3 separate regions of the Pan troglodytes genome follow, and regions 1 and 2 are each linked to region 3. The links are chromatin contacts, called in public Hi-C and HiChIP or PLAC-seq maps. All regions are on one chromosome and are shown on one strand. Each heading gives the region's core, a stretch centred on a gene start, on an enhancer-like site or on the middle of the called end of the contact. The rest is flanking DNA. Distances are from core to core; before and after follow the strand shown. Region 1 holds the start of SCLT1 (sodium channel and clathrin linker 1). Region 2 has its middle 240 kb from the start of PGRMC2. Region 3 holds the start of JADE1 (jade family PHD finger 1).

What was found. A called contact is a pair of places that touch in the nucleus more often than the background predicts. HiChIP or PLAC-seq counts read pairs in DNA pulled down with a chosen protein or histone mark.
Region 1: an H3K4me3 HiChIP or PLAC-seq map of stem cell-derived excitatory neurons shows a contact between it and region 3, with 2.8 times the contacts expected there. The contact joins the promoter of SCLT1 here to the promoter of JADE1 in region 3. A contact is called at or near these places in 1 of 7 Hi-C or Micro-C datasets (stem cell-derived neural progenitor cells) and 1 of 1 datasets of contacts at active chromatin or transcription factors (stem cell-derived excitatory neurons).
Region 2: a Hi-C map of stem cell-derived neural progenitor cells shows a contact between it and region 3, with 2.3 times the contacts expected there. The contact joins the enhancer-like site here to the promoter of JADE1 in region 3. A contact is called at or near these places in 1 of 7 Hi-C or Micro-C datasets (stem cell-derived neural progenitor cells) and 1 of 1 datasets of contacts at active chromatin or transcription factors (stem cell-derived excitatory neurons).

Annotation. Positions count from the first base shown.
Region 1 is chr3:130,258,618-130,262,056 of NHGRI_mPanTro3-v2.0_pri, reverse strand. It overlaps SCLT1 (sodium channel and clathrin linker 1), which reads left to right and starts at 1,919. Exons shown (of 22, transcript XM_063809861.1): 1 at 1,919-2,449. The coding sequence starts at 2,416. It overlaps C4H4orf33 (chromosome 4 C4orf33 homolog), which reads right to left and starts at 1,929. Exons shown (of 7, transcript XR_010156704.1): 1 at 1,499-1,929.
Region 2 is chr3:129,683,181-129,686,676 of NHGRI_mPanTro3-v2.0_pri, reverse strand. No RefSeq gene overlaps it. Among named protein-coding and RNA genes, the nearest start is that of PGRMC2, 240 kb to the right of the region's middle. Within about 2 kb of position 2,091, at least 6 of the 24 cell types and tissues checked have an H3K27ac peak or open chromatin away from gene starts, as enhancers often do. A contact at or near this core is called in stem cell-derived neural progenitor cells, where this site is marked.
Region 3 is chr3:129,973,223-129,976,894 of NHGRI_mPanTro3-v2.0_pri, reverse strand. It overlaps JADE1 (jade family PHD finger 1), which reads right to left and starts at 1,929. Exons shown (of 11, transcript XM_001158814.6): 1 at 1,597-1,929.

The DNA.
Region 1 (3,439 bases), core at 670-3,169, 290 kb before region 3:
TGGCTTGACAAGAGTTACACACAAACTACATACATTTCCGCTTGTCATTCCTTGTACTCAATTTATACTAATAGATACTTTTCATGAACATCCACTGAATTCTTTCATTCCTTCCATCAGATATTTAATCAACACTGTGTTCCAGGTATTATGATGGAGCCTGGAGACAAACTACAAAACATGATAGATAATGCAGGAAGGAGCATGAAGTAAGTACTAAGGTGACACCTACCTTGGGAGAAGTGGATAGAGAACTCAGGAGATGTGAAAAGGAGGAACATGAGAGGGGATCCTTTAAGGATAAGTGAAATCATCACAATTTTGTTTCCTAATGATGAAACTTATGTTGAAAATACTCCATTAAAATTCAACTACTAAAATCTTGTAACCACAAACACAAACGCAAAAACAAAAAACTATCATGATCATAATTATGATCATGTAAGCTAAAAAATTCGAGTGCAGACATAAAAGTTTTCACCTGAGATATTCACTTTATGTAAATACCACTCATCAATTATAGCCAGAAGGTATTTGCTTCCATCCAGTTTGGGTGTAAGCGTAGAGTTAAGTCTATAATTATTTATTTGATGCCAAGTAGAAATACGACAATATACAAGGTTCAAATGTGGGAGAAGTTACAAGCAAGTCCTTGGAGAGTCAGTGAGATGTTTATGAAGAAAGAGTCATATACTGAACTTCAAAAACGAGTTGGACCTTGCACACTCAATTTTCCCTTAGCTATAACGTTTACACAAAAAGTTTTTGTGTAAACGTTATAGCTACTAAAAATCAGAACAAGTTCAATTATCACCGACTCAAAGCTGGATTAGACCTTTTCAATGATTATTAAGCTACACATCCATATTTAACAGCTAGTCTTTAGAGGAAGGGACCATCTCATTCTATTAACAGTGAGTATTTAGTAAGGCCTTCAGATGCCTAACTGCATATATTTGAATACATTTTTTAAATTTCTTAACACATATCGCTAAGGTTACTTTGTTTATATGACATTATGAGTACGGGACAACAAAACTCTTAAGCTGTTAAACAGAAAGCCAAATCAAGCTGCATCTATGACATGCCTGTTTAGTGAAACTTTACTTCAGTCCATAAAAATACAATTTATTAAAAGCACAAAACTAGTGGCTAGCTTCAAGTTAACATTTTTGTTGCTAGTGGTGAGATTTCCTCTAATGTTAAATGATTTTTTTAAAAAAAATACGTTTTAAGTCCAGACAAAATTAATTTTCAAAAATGAAAATTGTAATCTATCCACAAATGTAAGTTTCACCGTTTTGTTTTTTGCAAAAAAAAGTACCTCTTATCTTTCCTTATATTTGAGGAAACAAGCTTATCTTTGAAGAAGTAGCTGCTGAATTTGCAAGATCTTTTGAGTACTTCTAACTACACGCTTTATTACTACACAGTTAAATATTTAAACAACAGTTGTCTCCTTTGTCTAAAGACCCACAAAGACCGAGAAGGTACTTACCTTCTTGAGATGACCAAATCCAAACCCAGAACTCCTCCAGAGGTACAGCCTTGGTGGGAGATTCTGAAGACGCCAGTCTGGCTTCTATCCCTAGCCGCAGGAACCTGCATCCTTTACTTAGTCCAGAAAGGCTTAGTGTATTAGTAACCCAAAGATAGTGAGGGCATTTAAACTGTGTATTTCATTCTCTACTCACGTTTGCATTTTGGTTTTTTGTTTGTTTGTTTTAAAGAGGTTGGGCCTCACTACCTGGAGACACTGTCCCACCAGTTTGGCCGCCGCGCCAAGCCGGTGGCTCAGCCCGCTGTCATCCAGGTTCTCACGACTCCTCCCATTGCTTGACAGCCAGCCAATAGCGTGCTAGGACTCTAGGACGCGCGATGGCGTAAGCTCCAACGCCCGCGTGATGACGCAAGAGGCGTCACCGTCTCCAAGGAGTGGTCCGGGGCACCGGTTTCAAAGTCGCAGGGCGGGCCGAGTGGACTTCCGCTGCTGGCCTGGGGCTTCCCAGCCGTCTTGGCGTCGTCCTCTCCAACCCCCGCCGCTCCGCGTAGAACGCCGCTCTCAGGCTGCCGTCAAGCTCCCGCGGCACTCTCCTAGGTGGCCCGACGAGACCCAGAGTGACCCGCGGGACGCCTGTATCGAGCGCGTCCTCTTCCCACCAGCGTGGGATTCGGTTGAACGTGGAGTCCCCAGCAATCTTCAGTCTCTCCCCAGGGCCAGGGACTCGTCTGGGGCGCGGGGGAAAGAAGCGTGGCGGGGCTGTAGATGCCGCGTGAGTAGGATGCAGATTGCACCGCTGGAGCGCTTGACAACCAACCGAGCGTTGGCTTAGTTTTGTTTTCCCGCACAGCAAGCTCTCTGTCTTTCAGAGGAAGGTAAAGGTGGTGAAAGCTCCAAACTAAAATTGTATCGAAATGGCTGCAGAAATCGACTTTCTGAGAGAGCAAAGTAAGCTCCATGTTTTTTTTGAGACTTCATATACAATGTTTAATATCGTCGTCGTTGACCGACAAATCTTTTTTGAATGCTGGTTGGGTACATTTAAATTGGTAAAGAGGTAAAGAAGTTAGTTGCAGGAAAAAAAAAAAGCTTGATGTTATACGTGAGGATGTGTGTATATTTAAGCAGAACCGTGTGGTAGTACTTGTAGCTTACACAGAATTCTACTAGACGCTAAACATGTTTGTTATGCTCCTCTCGTGCTCTGAAGATTAGAAGGCTAATGGCCAGCAGGAGTTTCCAAGTGTGCATTTAAAATCTAGGGGCACAGCTCTCTGGCCATTTATTAAAAAGATGTTTATTGAACTCTCCTGTTTCTATTATGTACCAGACACTATGGAAGAACAGCTGCTGCAAAGATAAACAGGACAGTTTTTACCTCCAAGAATTTAATTTGGGGAGGGAAATGTATTCCAAAATATATTGAAGTGGCAGCAACTGCTGGCTCTTTTGCCACAGTCTCATAGGGTTGTTGGAAAGATTAAATGAATATTAAAATATGTAAAGGATTTAGAATAGTATCTGATACATTGTGTTAAACAAATATTAACTATTACACGATTATTATTAAAATATGTTCAAGGAAGGTGCTATTGGGCTGAAACGTGCAGTACAAATATGAATTTACTATATGAAAAACTCTAGGCATCCCAAATAGAACAATATTTGTGACACTGAGGGGATTAGGAATATGCTTTGTTAAAGACTTGCAATACGGCTGGTTTGAGTGTAATATTGATGTAAATTGAATTGGAATATTTATATAGGGAAATGGCAAGTGAAGTCGAAGGCGTAGAAAGGGGCTGGATGGTGAAGGGCCCTGTCTTCTCTGTGCTAAGGAGTTTGGACCATTGCATGGGTTATAGGAATTCAATTGAGAGTGGCATGATCAAATTGTAATTTAGAAGGCCCGGTCTGATTTTTACGGGGAATATGCAT
Region 2 (3,496 bases), core at 842-3,341, 290 kb after region 3:
TCCAGCACATCCATCACTTTTGCCATGTACCTTGGCAGTGCCCTCTCAATCTGAGGGGCATTCTGCCCCAACTCACCTGACTGTGGCTTTAGCCTGGTGACTGATTTTGTCTCATGGGGTGTTGGCAAACATAATTCAGGCAGAGGTTTCTGAAAGTGCTTGCACATTTCCACTTAGATTCACATGTCTCCACCACTGCTAAGAGAGCATGCTCAGGCTGACCTGCTGGCTACTCACATAGCAGAGCCAACGTGCCGCAGCCATCCCAGCCAAGGCTACTGTGGATCAGCCAATGGCAAACAATCCCCATACATGTGAATGAGCCCTGGCACCACCAGCAGAGCTGCCTAGCCAACTCACAGCCGACTGCAGATGAGTGCAGCGCAGAGCAGCCGAGCCCAACCCAGAGCAGATTCATGAGCTAAATCAAGGTTCAGCCAACTATGGCCATGGGCCAAGTCTGACCCACCATCTGTTTTTGTATGACTTGTGAAAAAAACTCACAGACCATTCAACTTCGTGGTTGAAAAAAATCAAAGTATAATATTTCTTAACATATAAAAATTCCATGAAATTCCAATTTTAGTGTCCATAAATAAAGTTTTATTGGAACACAGTCATGCTCCTCCATTTGCATAGCATCTAAGGCTACTGTTGTGCTACAAGTTCAGAGTTCAGAGACTGTATGGCCTGAAACACCTAAAATATTTACTATTTGGCCCTTTAAAAAAAAAAAAAAGATTGTCAATCCCTGAGCTAAATAAATGTTTATTGCTGTGTGCCACTGAAAGTCACCAGTGATTTGTTTTGCAGCATCACTGTAGCAAAAGTTTACTGACACATCTTCTCATCTGAACAGCCATTTCTTTACCTATTTCCCCCACAGAAAGTACTGGTGGAGCAGAAGCCTAAGGTCAGAACAAAGCCAGCTTCCTCCTCCTCCTTCCCACCGTGGGCACGGACCCCATGTCCTGGATTGATGGCTGGGTTGATGGGCTGTAACAATGAATGCCAGCATATCAAAAAATGTCAGATTCTTCAGTGGGTTCCTGTCTAGGGAGCAGACAACACCAACCACTCTGCCACAGTGACCAGTGAGGATCCAGAAGTCCCCTCATCCTGCCGACAGTGCCACAAAGCTTATGAACAAGGGTTTCCATCTATCACCAGCTGCACACTGAGAGGTCAAACTGCATAGGAGTAGAGGCATGAAGAGGAAACCTGAAAGATGAAAAGAAACTTTTAGCTCAACCTAGATAATTACATTGGAACTAAGTTTACAAGATTGGGCTAAAATTGAATTCCCACTCTGGGGTCCAGTGGTGGAAATTTGAGAGAAATATTCCACCAGTTAATAAAAAAAGTTGTTACATTTTTTATTATCTCTGAGTGTATTGTGAGTGAATTTTGCAAATCTGATATGAATTTTTGTAAAATGAATACACAGATGAATAAATGAATGAATGAATGGGAAACTCCTCATCATCCTGCCATGTACTCTTCCCACCACCCGCTGGCATTTCTAGCCAGTGAAGGCATCAATCCAGAAACAACTCATTCCTCATCTTGAAATGCCTTCCAACTTCTAGGAGCAAGCAGCAACTTCTAGGTCTAGCTCCCTCCTTCAGAAATGCCTAAACATTCGCCTACATTCCCTGGTCCCTTGGCTCAGGAATTTTGTAGGTGGTCTCAAAGCCTTGGATAAATTTACATGAAACAGGCTGGCATCCTCTATGTTAGAGGAGTTTGGATCTTTCAGTAGACTCTAGCCTTAAACCTGTACCAAAAATCTTTTGAGATTATAACGAGGCAATGTTTTCCCCAAGAGGAGAAAAGGTCAGATTCCCACATCTGGAGTTTGACCTTTGTGCATGTTGTCATTTCACCCACCACAGGAAACCTTTCTAGGCTGGGCTAAAATGTGTAACTTCTCAACAGTGTGGCTGGTAGCAATCCCACCCAGCTGTGTGGAATGGGAAGTGAAAGGGCAATTAATATTCTGTTAAAACTTCAGGGGGCTGCACTGAAGCTGGCCAGATAGCAAGGCTGACTCATCATGTTAAAACCCAATGCAGTATTGTCTGCTCACTTCTGCTGACTCACTTGTCAGCCCTAAGCTATGTGTACCCAGGCAGAGCTGCCAGGTCTCACATCCGCCTTTCCAGAGTGTTACCCTTCTGCACCAGCCATGACCATTCACTCTCTGGAGAAGCATTTACGATCAGCCATGGATGATTTTAAATGTGTGAAGAACTGTTTCATGGAGGGAGATTATCAGCCTCTTTCTTACATTGTTTTACATGAAAACAACATGAACAGCAACACAACTGACACTGGAGAAGAACCATAGTTCTTCCAAGCTGGAATGGAGCCTTAGAGATCAAGCTAGATCTTATGAGATCTAGTGGGAAGGAGGCTAGCACGTTGAATAAGAGCTTTGAGTCAGGCGACCTGAATTTATGTAGCCTTCGACACAGGTAGTCGAATTATAAGTAGTAGGCTAATACAGCTGTTAAGCAACTTTAAGCAAATTGCTCAGACTCTCTGAGCTTTGGTTTCCTTATCTGTAAAATTAGAAATAATTATAGCACCCACCTCATGGGGCTATTGTGAAGAAAGGATGAAAAGATATCAAGTATAAAAGGAATCGAGTGCTGGGCACAAAGTGCTCCATATATTGTAGCTATTAGTAAGGCTGATGAGGCAATTCATGGAAACCTCTTTCCTGGAAACAGGATAGAACCTACATGTGTTTGGCATTAGATTAGTAAAGGGTAAAAGAATATCACTGCAAGCTGGGTATTGATGGGGGTGGGGAGGACAGAGAAGGAGGAAGAATTGCCCAGGGAATGCTGGACCTTCAGTATTTTGAAGGGCCCTGCTTTGGGGCCCAGGTGGGGAAGTATCCACCTTTCCATCCTGGTTTTAGGTCTGCTGAAGATAGTTATTCTTTTTTTTTTTTTTTTTTAAAAAGACCCTTCTGATTATAAGTCTTTGTTTGAAGACATTGCTCAGATTTCCCTTTAAGGGCCTCATTTAAATGTACACACAAGGCAGCACAGTCCAGTTTTTTAAAAAAAGCCTGGCTAGTAATGACATACAGAAACTGATACTTACATGATACTGTTAAGTGCACTCTTTTTAAACCACTAATTCTTATTTCACAGAAAGTGGTCCTTATGTCAACGTCCTTAAGAGGTCCAACAGCTTGTATAACCAGCAGACCTCATGGTTAGTTAGCAGCTTTCAGGACTTGAATTCCCAGTGATAAACAAAAGAATTCCGAAGGCCACAATCCATAAACTCTCCATAAAAACATATGGAGCTACTTAAAAAGGTTGGCTCAGGGCTGTTGTTTTGAAAACAAGTATCCTCAGCCAGAATCTCTACTGAGTGCTATTTACTGAATGGTTGAAGAAGGGCAAGACCCCATGGATGCTGTAGCGCTGCGTTTCAGCAATCGCCAACATTTTGCAGATATTGCTCTAAGCCTCCT
Region 3 (3,672 bases), core at 680-3,179:
TCGCTCCCGAGTCTCCCCCGGTTCCCTCCCCCGCCGCCCTCGGCCGCCAGGTCACCTATTACCGGTGGGAGGGGAGAGAGGCTGCTATTTAAACGCCCGCGGAAGTTGAGGCACCCCCACTGGCGGGTGCCGTGCACCTGCCTCCCGCCGCCGCGCTCCGCCACTTTGAGCAGCAGCCGCGTCCTCAGCCCCGCCTCCTGCCCGAAGGCGGGCGGGGGGGAGCGGGAAGGAGGTGGAAGGGATCGAATTTCTCCAGCAAATGGGACCGTTCCGACAGGATTCGGTTCCCCGGTCAACATTCCACATTCCATCCCTCTCCCGCATTTGCAAGCCAATGCCGAGCAACCCGGAAAGCCTGCTGGCTACCGAACAACAGCCCCCAACTCGCAAACACAGACTCACAGGCACAAGACACGTGCACTGAAGGGCTCTGCAACTTGCAGTCCCGGGGTACACACTACACGTTCATTTAAGGAAGCAAGGAGACCAAGAGGCCCCACCCCCACAATGTGCAGATGGTGCCAAAGGTTGCAATTTGCAATCCCCTTTAAGTTCACGATTAATCGGTACTTTGCTCTACCAACGCCAACTCCTACCCCATTTCATCGATTAAGGGGTTTTACACTTTACAAGCAGTCGCGCTGTAAGTAAAAGATCTGATCACTGGAAGCCCAGTTCGGAAGAATCTAATTGCCAAACTGTCCCTCCACCCCCACCCCCACCCCCCTCTCACTGCCCTTGAATTGATGCAATGAATATTTTGGACATGTGGTGACGCGGTGACAAGAGCCAGGGCTGCGGCCACCACACACAGATGTACCTACGCACACCTATGTTTGGACAAATACAGTCCCACCACACACACGGTCTCACACACACTGGATTCATATATGTACGCGAACCTGCGTTCTGCCATTGCCATCTGTCTACCAAGTTGCTACTATGCTTTCCACTTTCATGCAGCCTAATGCACTTTGGCTTTCTAAAAAAAAAAAAAAAAAAAAAAAAAAAAAAAAAAAACCTATAAACTAAAGCCAACTTAAACTGGGCTTCTGCTCCTAAACGCGTTTAATTGATGATTCACCTGAAAACCGCATGTTCTTCGCAAATCCAAAAGAAGAAATAGCTCTAAGTCTTCAGCCCCCCAAATTTGAAAAAAAAAATCATAATAAAACTTACTGATCCAACATAGATCAATTCTCAGGATCCAAAAATCATCCTCTCCTCCTCCTCCGGCCCCCGCCCCGGCAATGCCCAAGTTACTGGTGGGATAGTAACGCTGCGCTCAGCGGCTGCCTCCCTCCCTCCTCGCTACATATCGAGAACCCAATCTTTTGGCGCCATATTAATGACGTACTATATTATTTCCACTAGGCAGCGACCTTCGGCATTAAATTACTCCCGAGAACTCCCGAGCAAAGCAACAAAACCATCAAATATGGCTGAGCCTCTCGGCTCGTCCTGCAGCCGCCGCCGCCGCCGCCGCCGCCGTCGCCGCCGCGGGACCGGGACGCGCACACGGACCCACACGCGGACACGCGCGGACACACGCGCGGCGCGCCCACCCCGCGCGCCCCCCGCGGCCCGCGCGCGTACCTGCTGCGGAGGGGTTCGGCCGAGGCGCTGGGCTGGGCGCCGCTCGCTCGCTCGGAGCTGCATGAGTTCGGGCCGCGGCGGGCGGGGAGCCGGGCGGGCCCCTGCTCTCGCCGGCGCGCACACACCGGGCACTCGCGCACGGAGGCACTCTCGGTCTGGCGTTTGGCTTGTTATGGAGGAAGGACTATGTGAATCAAACTCATTTCTGGGTCACTGCTGCCACAGGGGGGAGCACTTTAATCCCTTGCCAAAACGAGAGGGTGGGGACGGGAGGGCGGAGGGAGCATGCGGGGAGCCCGCGGCGCTGGGGGCTCGGTCCCTCGTTAACTCTTCGCAGCCCTAGCCGCAGCCGGCTCAGCCTGCGCCAGTAGGGGCTCGCAAAGAACGGCACTGTTCAGCTCTTAGTCTCTTTCCTTACTTCACCCACCTTGTGAGCCTAGAAATTCTTGAGGTGTCTCCAAGCAGGGAAGTGGGTTTTTAAATTAGCCCCTTCAAACTGCTGTCCCAGTTTCAACTCTTGTCTGACATCTAGAAATGGATTCTTTCAGAATAGTTTAAAATTACGTAGATTAAAATATGGCTATTAAGATGTGTCATTTGGGTGAAAGGTTTTATTTTTAGGCTGAGTGGCAAAATAGTTGTTTGTAGTAACAGTTTTAGGGAGTTGCACATTAGGATGACATTTTTAAATAGAGATAATCGAATTCTGAATAACATCTTTACCTAAATTTGTATGGAAGTGATCATTGCAAATGAGCATTAATTCATTAGAAGATATTATTTATAAATTGACACCACTTTATGTTACACATTACTACAGAATTGGACATCTTCTCCCAAATATGAGGAGTGAGCCTAATGCTAAAACTAGAATTGCAGACTAGTATCAGATCAGTCATCGGAGATTCATTTGGGGGTATTTATGTGTAAAAACGAGTGGTTACTGATTTTCTGCAGAAGACAAGCTTGCTTTTTCATATAGAGGGCAACATACTTCTTTCATGGATTCATCTAGGGAAATAGAGGGGTATATGGCATTCAACTTCAATAAGAAAAAAGTACGGATTAAAAACTCCCATTCAGGCCGGGCGCGGTGGCTCACGCCTGTAATCCCAGTACTTTGGGAGGCCTAGGTGGGCGGATCACCTGAGGTCGGGAGTTCAAGACCAGCCTGACCAACATGGATAAACCCTGTCTCCACTAAAAAATACAAAATTAGCCGGGCATGGTGGTACATGCCTGTAACCCCAGCTACTGGGGAGGCTGAGGCAGGAGAATCGCTTGAACCCGGGAGGTGGAGGTTGTGATGAGCCGATAATGCGCCATTGTGCTCCAGCCTGGGCAATAAGAGCGAAACTCCGTCTCAAAAAAATAAATAAATAAATAGGAACAGTGATCACTAATTACAAAATTGAATATCGAACCCAAAAGGCATATGTGTCCACCGGAAGAATCTTTCTGAATATATCAGGTTTGATTTCATGTAATCCCACACCAGCCCAACTACCCACATCCAGACCCACATCCAGAACGTTATAATCTGATAAATGCGACAAAACAAAACTAATTGAGCCTTTCAGTTATTTTTCAGAAAACAAAGTAAGCCAGTGGAAATCCTAAGTACTGTATATGTCCTCTCCTGTTTCGCTAATGAAGAGTAGAAAGACTCCCTGCCAGTCCTATTCATGTGTTCACTTAATCCTGTTCAAAGCGATCACACATGTAAAGCACTGTGTTAACTATCATTATTACTATTCTTAGTATTGCTCTTCAGTTATTGTTATTTTTACTGGTTCACCTTGCACATACTCTCTGTAGAAGTTAAAGTACACAGGCTTTGTAGCCAGACATGGCTGGATCTGGCTCTATCAGTTAGCAGTTTGTGTACCTGTGGGATAAAAGAACTTTATCTGAGCCTCAGTTTCTTCCCTGGTAATAAAATTAAGTTAACAGCTGGCCCCTAACCTGAAGGGTTGTTAAGAGGAATCAGGCAACCTCATAACAGTTCAGGAGTAGAGGCCCTGGCAGTAGGAGGTTGTCCACTCCCTCGGCCATCACTCAACTCCTTCTTGGTTT